Regions from separate parts of the Triticum aestivum genome. Here region 1 is linked to region 2. A link is a contact called in public Hi-C data. All regions are on one chromosome and are shown on one strand. Each heading gives the region's core, a stretch centred on a gene start, on an enhancer-like site or on the middle of the called end of the contact. The rest is flanking DNA. Distances are from core to core; before and after follow the strand shown.

Region 1 (5,916 bases), core at 2,516-5,015, 360 kb before region 2:
TTTGTCTTTACTCAAAAAAGGGAAATATCTAGCTCTATTATTTCAACAATTTTAGGAATATTTAGAAGGTTTTTCTTGGTTTTTCAAATTTCTTTCCTTGCTTTGTCTAACTTTTTACTGGGGTTTTCGGTGTTTTTTATATTTCTTTTCATTTCTTCCTTTGTTTTACATGTTTTGCAAAGAAATGTTCACTACTTTATAAAATGTTTCAGTTTCTAAAAATGTTTAAATTTTAAGAAATATTCACGTTTTTCAACACAATGTTCACATATTTAAAAGAATATTGAATTTTTAGAAGATGTTCACAAGAGTTTTAAAAAATTACACATTTATAAATTTTTAAAGTTTCAGGTATGTTCAAAATTTTGAAAAATTTGTAAAATTCACATAAATAAAAATTTATTCAATTTTAAAAAATGTTGATGAAATTTAAAAACCCTTGTGAATTTGAAAAAATATTCGGCCATTTTAGAAATATTGTCAAATTTTTGAAATGTTCATGAATTTGAAAAACATTATCAAATCTCCAAATGTTGCAGAATTCGAAAAATGTTTGCAATTTTGTAGAATGTTTGAGAATTCAAAAAATCTTCATGAATTTGGAAAGTGTTCAAGAACTTTGCCCATAGAGAGAGGTTCGGACATACAAAGATGAGATTGCATAAAATCCTCAGTAGTAGTCTTGTATACATCTGGATCTCCAACAGACTTGTGGTTTATCCTTTACAGTACTCTATACTTGGAACTTACTTTATCCGCACATCCCCTAAAATAGGGAAATTCACTTAAAAATTGTTGTCTCTAATTCACCACCCTATGGCGAGGGGCGAGCTATCAGTCGAGCTCGCCTAGAGCATAGGGCACATGGGTCGGCCTAGCAATGAAGTACTATGTGTGATGCTTGTTCGCTTTGTTTCATTTCTTCCCTTTTTAATATTTGTTTCTAAATATTTATATTAAAATTTCAATTTACATTTTTTTAAATGTTAAGTGCACATTCAAAGATGTTCATGAATATGTGAATTTTGATTCAGCAATTTTGAGAGTTCTTCATACAATTCAAAACAAATCTTTATGACATTCAGAAAAATGTTCACATATTTAAAAATATGTTCATGCCATTTTAAAAATGGTTGTGAAAGGTAAATGTTTGTTGATGTAATTGTTAAAAATGTTCATTACATAAAAGAATATGTTCACACATTTTAAATTGTATTCATTACATATTTTCAAAGTTCATTAAATTGAGAATTATGTGCACATTAGAAAAATTGTTCATGACATTTAAAATATGTTTGTGATTGTTTTTAAATGGAACATGTGTTTAAAAAATGTTGAGTATGTATTTAAAAAAGTCCAATGTTCTTTTGACAAATATTCAACACGTATCCAGAAAATATTTGACGTGTGCTAAAAAAATGTTTGACGTGTCACGCGTATACAAGAAATGTTACTAACATGTATTTGAAAAAAATGGTAATGTGTATTTATAAATTGAAAAAAGGCAAATAAAATGTAAAAATGAACAGTAAAGGAAAATCAAAAGGACGGAAAAGAAGACCAATAAGCTAGTAGAAAGGAAAAAGGAAAATAAAAAAGGGCCAGAATCTTTCATTTTTCTAAAACTACAATGGAATGTCCCAATACCGCATGCTGCAGTGCACTCGCAGCTACTGGGCCGCGGCTTCTTATGAAATCGCTAGATGTAAGCACTTTTTGATCTCAGATAGTAAGCAAGACATAGGCCTTTGCGCATTATGAAGCGGTTTGTGGCCAGTGCATGAGTTGCTGGTGATGCTACGGCCCGGTTTCAGTGACCGTATGTATACGCTCTCGCATGCAGAAGGATATATAGCCCACGCAATGTGCGAAAAAAAAGCCCACACAATTTATGTATGCTTGGGGAGAAAATAGTTGCTTCATCCATCCCTAAAGCATAGTTAAAATAATCAGACTGGACCGGCGGTCGGACCGGAAAAGACCTGAACTAGCGCTTCTATCGGTTTTTTAAGCTAAAAAGACCAACCTGCAATTGGACCGGAAAAACCCATGTAAACCGGCTGGTTTTTGCATGAATAGGAGTAATAAAACCGCCTATTGAACCAGTGTGACACACAAAAATAGAGAAATAACCTGCGTCAAAGGGAATTCAAACCCAGGACGGTAGATATAGGTGTGTATGTTGCACCTTTGGCCCAATAACTATCTTGGTTGGCCAACTTTCTTGTCAAATTTATGTTTTTTTTTTTTTGGAAAAGGGGAACGCCCCGGCCTCTGCATCAGGAGTGATGCATACAGCCATCTTATTAAAGAAGCAACAAAAAGTGCCTACAAAATTCCAAAGTCTCTAACTGAAAACAATGAAAAGCAGCCCACACAGAGCGCAGAAGGCTAGAAACACTAACTAGCCAATAAAGGAGCCACAACCGGCTGGCTATATAGATAGGGAAACTAATTGCCTATCCTATTACATGACCGCCATCCAAACCGGTTGAAGATATCCCGAGCAACCATCTCCCACCGGGTAGATCCAGTAGCCAAATGCTCCCTGGCCTCCATCGGAGTGAGTAATGACCATGAACGGATCAGCGCCGTAGCTCGGAAGATAACCTGCAAAAAATGAATTCGTGATGATCTGTTAAAAACCAAATCATTTCTGCACAGCCAGATGGTCCATAATAAAGCGCAGACTCCAACCCGAATATGTCTTGCTATTGTAGAGTCAAACCCATATAGCCAATTCCCAAATAAAGCATTAACAGTATTCGGTGGAGTTATATTAAAAGCAATGTGGACCGTCTGCCAGAGAACCTTGGCCAGCGGGCAATCAAAAAAGAGATGTTGAATTGTCTCATCTCGATCACAGAAACTACACCTAGTAGGTCATGTCCAATTACGCTTTATTAAGTTGTCCTTTGTTAGAATAACTTGTTTATGAACAAACCACATAAACACTTTTATTTTCAATGGTACTTTGACATCCCAGACACTCTTGGACGTTGGAATGGAGCTTGTATTAATAACATCAGTATACATAGACCTGACTGTAAATACCCCAGACGTAGTCAACTTCCAGCGTAATTTATCCGGTTGGTCAGAAAGTTGAACCTCCATTAGTCTCCTAACTAACTGGAGCCAAACCTCCCAACGATTACCCGCTAATGACCGTCTAAACTGAATATTAAGGGGGATAGATTGAAATATCGTTGCCACGAGTACCTCACGTCGTTGAGCAATACGATATAAAGACGGATACTGAATGGCCAGAGGTGAGTCGCCCAGCCAAGCGTCCTCCCAGAAACGTGTAGTTGCCCCATTGCCAATGACAACTTTTGTCCTATTGAACATTAATTGCTTGACTTTCATGAGCCCTTTCCAGAAAGGCGAATCCATCGGCCTAACTGTTACCTGGGACAAAGTCCTAGCCATCTATTTAGTACGACACTAGTACACAAAATGTATTATTTATGGTATATAATAAAAAAAATCAGACATCGAACCGGTGAACCGGCGGTCCGACCCGTAAAAACCTGAACGGCCTCGCCGGCTCGTTTTAAAAAATTCATTGCTAATGAGCCCTCGAAAAAAAAAACATCGGTAATGAAGCTGCTGCTGCTCTGTTTCAAGCCTAACCTGACAACTACTTTTCGCCCAAGGACCACCGTAGCTTGCAAGACCAAGACTCGCCGTCCCCTCACGGTGGGCGCCGCGCAACCAAGCCAATAAACCACCCGTCGGCCGTCGTCCTCCTCATCACCCGTCATCCTGAGTCCTGAGGTTCGCACTGCACAACCACCACCCAGGCACGGCACCCACGGCCATGGGCGACCCCTCCATCTGCATCTGCCTGGGCCGAAACCTGAAAGCAACTGAAAACATACAGCAATTATTGCCGCCCCGCCCCTACGCCAGAACCCGCAAGTGCCTTCCTGAACCGCTGGCGATGCAGCTGATAGCGCCATTATCGCCTCATCTCCATCGCGGAGCCTTTGTCTGCATCGCCAACTTGTGCTAATCAGCCTGCCCTCTCCATCGCACCGGTCGGTTCGTTCAGCGGAGAATGTTCTGGAGAGATAGATGTTGTCGTTGGTTAGGTTTTGGAGGTGGTGCACTGCTCACCCATGTCGAAAACAACAGGCGGGCCATGCTGGATTGATTGTTAGCAAGAGGTGAAAGAATCAGGCAGAAGAGTTTTTGACGCTACACAAACTGTTCATCCAATGTGTCAAGGAAGTTTGTCTGCATGTGGAAGAGTTTCTTTACACATGTTTGTACCAGTTGCAGTGACTTTTCTTGTTGTAACTGTCTACTCCCTCCGTCCGAAAAAACTTGTCTCAAGCTTGTTGTACTGCCATGATTGAAGATGAATAGATTGGAAGTTTTTCCGAAAAAAAAAACTGGTGCTAGATACAACCATTTAAGGGACAAGCTTTTTCGGACAGAGGGAGTACTTCTTAATAGATCATCCTTTTTTTCTCGGCGTTATGAATAAAACAGAGCTGGCCCACATATTACTTGACCTCCCTGGTGATTAAACTTGACGAGTTTATCTCTCTACCGAAGTGATGGAGGATAACAAGCAAAAAAAAAATGAATCTCAAAACTTCAGGTTCATCACTCACATCACACCTACCGGTCAATTCAATCATTCAGTTAGGTGGACTGAATTTTGGACTACAAATGGAGGAAACAATCAAACAACTACAGTCTACAGCGATTCCCGAATCTTTGCCTCAGGTGCTTCTGCGCAGCAATCTGTACCAGTCTATACTCTGAATCTTATTCAGCATCTTGCTAGCTTTTGTAGCTGTAAAATAATGCCACCTGCCACAGTTCTCAAACTGCCAACTGCTGCAGTTGGCAGAGTATGAAAACTACTGCCTTGAGCTTTCCTCTTTGTAACTGTGAAGCAAGAGGGTATCTGGAACTCTATTTCTCCTTGATAAAGATTGTAACTGTGAACCTCCTTGATAAAGATTGTAACTGTGAACTGTGAAGCAACAGGGTTTTCTGCCTTTTCTTTTCTATTTCTCCAAACCCACGAGGGAGGAAACAACTACAGGAATATGCCCGAATCTCGCCTCAGGTGCTTCTGCGCGGCGATCTGCACAGTGCTGTTCTTAATCAGTAGTAGTATCTTCACAGCTGTAAAATAATGCTACTGCTCCCTCCCTACTTCCTACCCTTTGCAAGTGGCTACATAGAACAAAGCTTTCAATTTGTCTCTGGCCCATAGCATGCTGTCTACAAAACCATATCTCTTCGGCCTTTAGGTAAAGTCCGGTAGCTACCCATCAAACAAGATTTAAATATGTCACCCTCTAGGGTTTTCAGATCACAAGAATAGTGGATATAATCATGATGCATGCCATAGTTAAACAGTAACAACACGAAGATCAATTCTTGAGCAAAAGATGATGTGAACAATATTTCCCATACACAAACGCACTGTCCTTGGAAAGACTTTTTGAACAAAGACTTGGCATCTGTTCTGAAGACACCATGCTTTTAAATAAATCTTCATCGGAAGATGACAACTGAAGTTTACACAGACATCACTAGGGGAATGCAAACGAATAACAAACTTTCGATAATAAAAATTACAGAAACACAAGGAAGCCTGGTAATTGCCTCGGATTGTAAAAATGTTGCACTTGGCACAGTTCTTCTTAACATGATTGCTGCGGCGGGGGCGGCTGCTGCTCGCCTTGCCAAGCCCAGACTATGTCCTTCAGCGCCGGCCTCATCTCCTGGTTCAAGACCTTCTGGTACTCGATAGTATCACCGTTTGTCTTCTTTAACTCCACGAGATGGAAGTCAGGGGTCACCTCGAATATCTCTGCATCAATGGACATCACACCTTTCCTTCCAGGCTTGAAGCTTTCCATCCTCATCATGCCACCATCTTTCTTGACG
Region 2 (6,319 bases), core at 2,504-5,003:
TGGTGGGATGAAGCGGCATCGCTCTTTGCAGAATGTGTGGATTTAAGTACTTCGATCGGGAAGGTCATCTACAAGCACTGTCTATGTTCTTGTAACCGTGCAGCTCATGTGCTAGCAAACTTCAGTTATTGTAATAAGTTTTCTTCTGTTTGGTTGCATGAGCCTCCTGATATTCTGGTTAGGGAGCTCGTGGACGATGTAAACATTATCCATAATCAATAAAGCTAGCCATGATGGCCTTTCGTCAAAAAGAAGCTAAGCCCAATACCTCAGTTCAAGTTCTTTTGGGTTTTTAGCTTAATTTGACCAGAAGCTGAAAAAAGCTACAAAAGAACTGGGCTTTAATGCGGCAGTGGCGGTGAAAAAGGGCGGGAATTGGGGTGGAGAGCTGGGGATGGAAGTGGAGAGATTTGAGAACGAGTGATTATGTGCGGGCGTCGGCCTCGGTTTTGGGTGGCGGGGGGTGTCGGAATCCTACATGGCTAGTGTCTGGATTCCCGCGAAGCCCTCTGGTTTGGTTTTGGTTTTACACAAGATGAAAGTCCGGACTGGTCCGCGGATGGTTTCGGGACTCCATTCGATGGCTTAAGGGTCCGGACGGATGCGGGAGCTTTGAAGGTCCGTGTTGGAGATGACCTAAGATCTTTTGTTTTTGTTTTGAAAAATGCCTAAGACTTAATATACACCCTACATGACGCAGAAAAACTGTAGAATCGTACCGACAATCCATCGTGTGGAGTGCAGAGATGCCCTGCCGCCGTCGCTTGCGGGCAAGGAGAACAAACACCGGCCACATCATACGTACGACCCCTGGTTGACAGCCTGGTCAGAAACTCGGCTGACGCACACGGGGCAACGTGGCGAGGCTTGGTAAGCTGGCTTCGATGCCGTGGGCCCGGCCCCTATCGCAGCTTGACACCTGTACCCCTGGGTGTCCTCTGAGACTGATCCTCGCACTGCTCACCATCATACATTAACAAAATAACACCGGGGCTGAATCACACCTCAGGTAGAAATGCATTTCGGGTGAGCTAAGCATCACGAGTTCTTAAATACAGTATAATTAGCTTAATTTTTGTTGACAAAATCAAAAGGAATATGCAGGCCAGTAAGGGAGCACCTAATTGCTACTCTTGTTCTCTTGCTCGTTTTCCTTGATGAGAACGTGATCTCTATTTTGTCAGTCAGAGTCTGTGGACAGAACAACGGCGTGCTTGCTGTTTTTTTTCTTTTTTTTGAATGTTGGCGTGCTTGCTGATCGATCAGTGACCTCTGATCTGATCGATGCCTGGATAGGTGCAGTGTTTCAGAGTAAGTGCAGGCTTTTTCCATGAAACTTCTGCACACTGCTGGCTTTTTCCATTCCCTACCATGAAATGATAAGATTATGAAACGGTTGAGGGAGCGGCTGGGGAGAGACCCTGTCATTTTCAGCGGCTTAGGGCATCTCCAGCCGTGCCCCTTACAGGCCCCCCAGGCCACTTTTTCGGCGCCGGCGCCGAAAAAACGGCCCAGTCGCGCCCCCAGGACGCCGAAAATCGCCGGTTCGGACCTTTTTTCCGCCCGGCGGTCACAGGCCGAACCCGGCGCGCTGGGGAGCCGTTGGGGGCTCCGGCGCTAGGGAAAAGCACGCCTGGCCCACACTGACAGGGGAAAAGTCAAGGCTTTCTTTCCCCGACTCGCCTCGCACCCCCCGCGCCCTCGGCCACCACTAGCTATAACCCGGCGATGGCCGCCGGCCTACTCCGGTAGATGGCCATTCCCCGCCGGAAAATAGCAGCGCTTCGCCGCGGCAGCCCCTCCCGCAGCAGCTGGTCGTTTTCGGCTGCCGTTTCCGGCCGCGGAGGCGCGGTTTAACGGCGGGTACACGCCCACCGCGCGCAAGGTGTTCGGCTTTTTGACTGTCTCGGCGATGGACTCGGATGAGGAGGAAGAGCTCGCCGCGCTGCTGGAGGAGGAAGCCGCGGCCGACGTCCAGGAAGAAGAGCATCTGATGGTGCTCGCCGCCCTCGCCCAGCTGCTGGCGATCAATGAAAAGCCGCGTCGAGGTGGCTCGGCGCCGGGGCGGGTGAAAGCAAAGAACCAGCATCGTCTTCAAGGCTACTGCATGCTCTACTCCGACTACTTCGCCGATGCTCCACTTCATGGCGAGAGAACATTTCGGCACCGTTATCGGATGAGCCGAAAGCTCTTCCTCAGGATCGTGAATTCCATCCGGGAGTTCGACAACTACTTCAAGTGCAAGATGGATTGCACTGGCGCTCTTGGATTCACCTCCATCCAGAAGTGCACGACAGCGATGAGGATGCTTGCATATGGAGCTCCCAGTGATTCACTCGACGACTATGGGCGCATGGCCGAGTCCACCAGCATAGAGTGTTTCTACAAGTTCTGTCGGGCAGTGGTGGCAGTGTTTGGGCCACAATACTTGAGAACACCCAATGCGGAAGACACTGCTCGGATCCTAGCCCAGAATGCAGCAAGAGGATTTCCTGGGATGCTTGGAAGCATCGACTGCATGCATTGGCAATGGAAGAACTGCCCATTTGGTTGGCAGGAGATGTACAAAGGCGCCAAAGGCGGTTGCAGTGTGGTGCTTGAGGCGGTAGCCACACAGGACCTCTGGATTTGGCACTCCTTCTTTGGTATGCCAGGAACTCACAATGACATCAATGTGCTGCAGTGCTCTCCTGTTTTGCCAAGCTCGTTGAGGGTCATTCTCCTCCGGTGAACTTCGAGATCAATGGGCACCAATACAACAAGGGGTACTATCTAGCTGACGGCATCTATCCGAGATGGTCGACATTTGTAAAGACGATCTCAAACCCTGTGGCAGGAGGCAAGAACGCCTGGTTTGCGAAGGTTCAGGAGGCTTGCAGGAGGGATGTCGAGCGGGCATTTGGTGTGCTCCAATCTCGATTCGCTGTTGTTTGGTACCCCGCTTAGACCTGGTCGAAAGATCAAATGTGGGATATCATGACTTGCTGTGTCATCTTGCACAACATGATCATCGAGAGCAAGCAAGAAGACCCAGTGTTTGACACTGAACCATACTACAGGCAGGGTCCTCTAGCCGAAGTTGATCACCAGCTACCGGCAACTTGGACTGCCTATCTCAGTATGCGTCAGGAGATCCGAGACCCACAGGTGCATCATCAACTGCAGAAAGATCTGATTGAGCACCTATGGAGGCTCAAGGGGGACGCCGCGTGATGAAATACGAGTTTTTATTTGTTGAACTATATAATTTGTATTGAACTATTTGTTGTTGTAGTATTTTGTTGAAGTATTTGATTTTTCTGTGATGAAATATGTGACAAGGAATAATTGTGTTGATAATTAAACGCCGAGACACGGCGAAACCATGCCGAATATGGGCCTATTCTCGCTCATATGGGCCGTTTATTCGCCGAAATTGGGCTGCAAAGTGGGCCAATTTCGGCGCCTGGGGGCGAGCTGGGGGCGACGACTGGGCGCAAAACCGCCCCCAGCGCCGAGTGTATCGCCGGCTCGCCCCCAGGGGGCGATTTCTATGCGTCCTGGGGGGGGGGGGGCAACGGTTGGAGATGCCCTTAGACTAATGGACTCACCTAACCAGACATATAGTAGAGACAGCGGGAATCAAATGGCAGTCCTAATCATGTCGGCGAAGGTTGGACTTCTTTTTCAATGGTTGCCTGTGGGCCTGTGCGAATCGGTGATCAGAAAATTACAACTGGCTGGGAAATATCTGCTCTACTTTATAGTTCAGGCCTAATACAGACATGCGCTAAGCTTTCACTATGGCGTAGAAAAAAAGCCTTTGCTGCAATGGTGTCACTGTCCGGAGACTAAATACAGTGAAGCAGTGTTGTCGTTGATTTGTAACCACAAATGAGGTACAGCCAAGCATGGTAGGAAACCTAAATTGTATAATGTTCTATCAGCATCAGCATATCTATGCTCACATCACTGCAGACATCCAGAAAATGCAACATATATGCATATTCTGGTAAGTGGTTGAAACGAACAAAAAAATTGCCTTGGAGGTCTGGGAATAGCACCGCGAATTGGCTTTTCCGAAATAAAATGAGAACGCTTCAAAGTTAGAGAAGAAGTGTTCCTAAGATTGTTAATTTATATCCATAACCACCGGCCAAAAGCTGTCCTTTTCCTGGTGCTTTCACCTGAAGCAAGCAACTTGCTATGCTCAAACTAAACAAAGACATGTAATTTTCCAAACTCACGAGTTGCTGTCACAAACTGATTGATTGTGAATAAAAAAAAGGAAAGCCAAAAGGAATTAAAGTGCTGCCAAAACAACCATCTCTCTTATGCTGAATCTGAATATGATGGACTACTAACTCCATAACTGCTGTTGTTTAATCCTGCTCTGTCCTCTGAAGCAGCTAGTCTTAACTGGGGCAGGCTCCTACTAGTATATTCCAACACCAAATCATTACTTGCATGCTGCAATATGCAAGACAAGAATACACAAACTGGCTGGTGCACTTCGATTCAGCGAGAGTTTGCCGGTTTGTCCCCAAAGAAAACTTGGCAGCTTTGGTGGCCAGTTGTTTCGTCCAACGACTTAAACAATTGGGTCCCATAATAGATTTGTTTAAGGATGCCTAACTTCTCGCCATACACGTAGAAGATTCTCTTCATCAAAAGATATGTATTTGCCATTTGATAGGTTTTCTTCAGACAATCTAGAAGCATAATTGCGTCTACTAAATTAAAACCGGTGAGGCGAGCAGGTCATCAAACATAGACTCAAATTGTGTCTCCTGCCCTGTTTTTATTAAGGAGCATGGTATTGCGGCTATTGCCTTGAACGTCTTTGGCGGCAAATATGGCTGTCGTATAGGTCAGCACGGGCTCTTCACAACCACAGCCATGCTCCGATAGAGTAAGTAATAGCCACATTTCGAAAAAAGTAGCCACATGGAATTATGGAAACATACTGAAACATTTTTGAGAATCGGAAACTCTATGGATTTTTTTAGGGGGCGGAAACCGAATGGATGGTGCTGTCAGGGTTTGCCCGCTGATCAAGAGGGCCAAGCAATCTAATACTTCTGGCCTTAATTTGGTCCAGGCCAGTTAAAGATTGTAAGCCCATTTTCTGACATATGGCTTTTGTTGTACGTGTTTTTGATGAACAATGAGCACCTTAATAACGTAAGCTCAAAAAAAAGAACTAACTTATAAGAACGTAAAATGTTATGTCTCCCAAGTGCACCTGCTATGAACTTAGGCATTTCCTAATTGGTGCTTCAGGCGCCCGTTATAGTACATTTAGCAAACGGGTACACACCCCCTCACCCCCTCCTGCAAGCTGGGCCGGCCCATCAATTACTTTTTTGTTTCTAAAATGCTAAAAAATACTGCCCAGGTGGGAATCGAACCCATGACTTCTTCTTTATTTTTTTTTCTTTTTTAGTTTCTTACTTCTTATTTATTTTTAGCTAAAAAAATCTTTTTCCTTTTTTCTTCTTCTTTTTTTCTCTTTTTGAAACGATTTTGTTTCTTTTTCTAACTTTTGTTTCCTTTGCTAAATGCGTAAAAAAATCAATTTCATGATCTATTTTTTCAAAATCGATGATTTTTTAAAATACATGAACTATTTTTCACATCCACGAATATTATTTTTTCAACAGGCATAAACTTTTTTCAAAATTGATGAATTCCGTTAAAAGTTGACGATTTTCTAAGAAAAAATCAGTGAACTTTTTTCGAAATTGATTAACTTTTTTTCATATTTGGTGAACTTTCTTCAAAATCGATGAACCTTTTTCAAAATGGTTGAACTTTTCAAAATTGGTTGAATTTCTCTCAATTTGACTGACTTTTTTCAAATTGGTGAACTTTTTTAAAATTTGTGAAATTCTTTTGAAATTCGATGAACTTTTTTCAATTATGACGAACATTTTTTTAAATTCATGAAGGTAAAATTTGTGGACTTTTTTGAATATTTTGAAAATTCAACACAGTCAACTATGAGAGGTCAAAGGTTAAATGCTCAAGTGATGCCCAAGTTTTTTTTTTGGAGTATCAACTGATGCCCGAGCTAGCACGGAGTTTTTTGTTGTTGAAATTCAGGTTTTCTTTTTTCAAACAGTTTATACTTAGTCAAATTGAGATGTTTCCTGCTATTAAACAGCAAAAGTTAGCTCGGTGTATTGGTTGTAGTGTTAGGCCGTCGACGCTGCTGACCCTACTCCGAATCTCGTCTCTCCCAAATTGCTGCACATTCCCATTTTCGTGTTTGTTTTTTCAGCCATTCACTGGGCCGGCCCACTATGCGTATCTTGTGAACGCCAGCAGCCCTAACTGG

The links. Hi-C and Micro-C count contacts between places; a contact is called where the count stands out from the background.
Region 1: a contact with region 2 is called in a Hi-C map of leaf, with 4 times the contacts expected there. The contact joins two enhancer-like sites. A contact is called at or near these places in 2 of 5 Hi-C or Micro-C datasets (both in leaf).

What each region holds. Positions count from the first base shown.
Region 1 is chr2B:99,442,245-99,448,160 of IWGSC CS RefSeq v2.1, reverse strand. LOC123043693 (CBL-interacting protein kinase 2) reads right to left here. Exons shown (of 2, transcript XM_044466224.1): 2 at 5,416-5,916. The coding sequence ends at 5,670. Among protein-coding and RNA genes, the nearest start is that of LOC123043693, 5.6 kb to the right of the region's middle. Within about 2 kb of position 3,765, at least 2 of the 8 cell types and tissues checked have an H3K27ac peak or open chromatin away from gene starts, as enhancers often do. A contact at or near this core is called in leaf, where this site is marked.
Region 2 is chr2B:99,079,220-99,085,538 of IWGSC CS RefSeq v2.1, reverse strand. No RefSeq gene overlaps it. Among protein-coding and RNA genes, the nearest start is that of LOC123043692, 74 kb to the left of the region's middle. Within about 2 kb of position 3,753, at least 1 of the 8 cell types and tissues checked has an H3K27ac peak or open chromatin away from gene starts, as enhancers often do. A contact at or near this core is called in leaf, where this site is marked.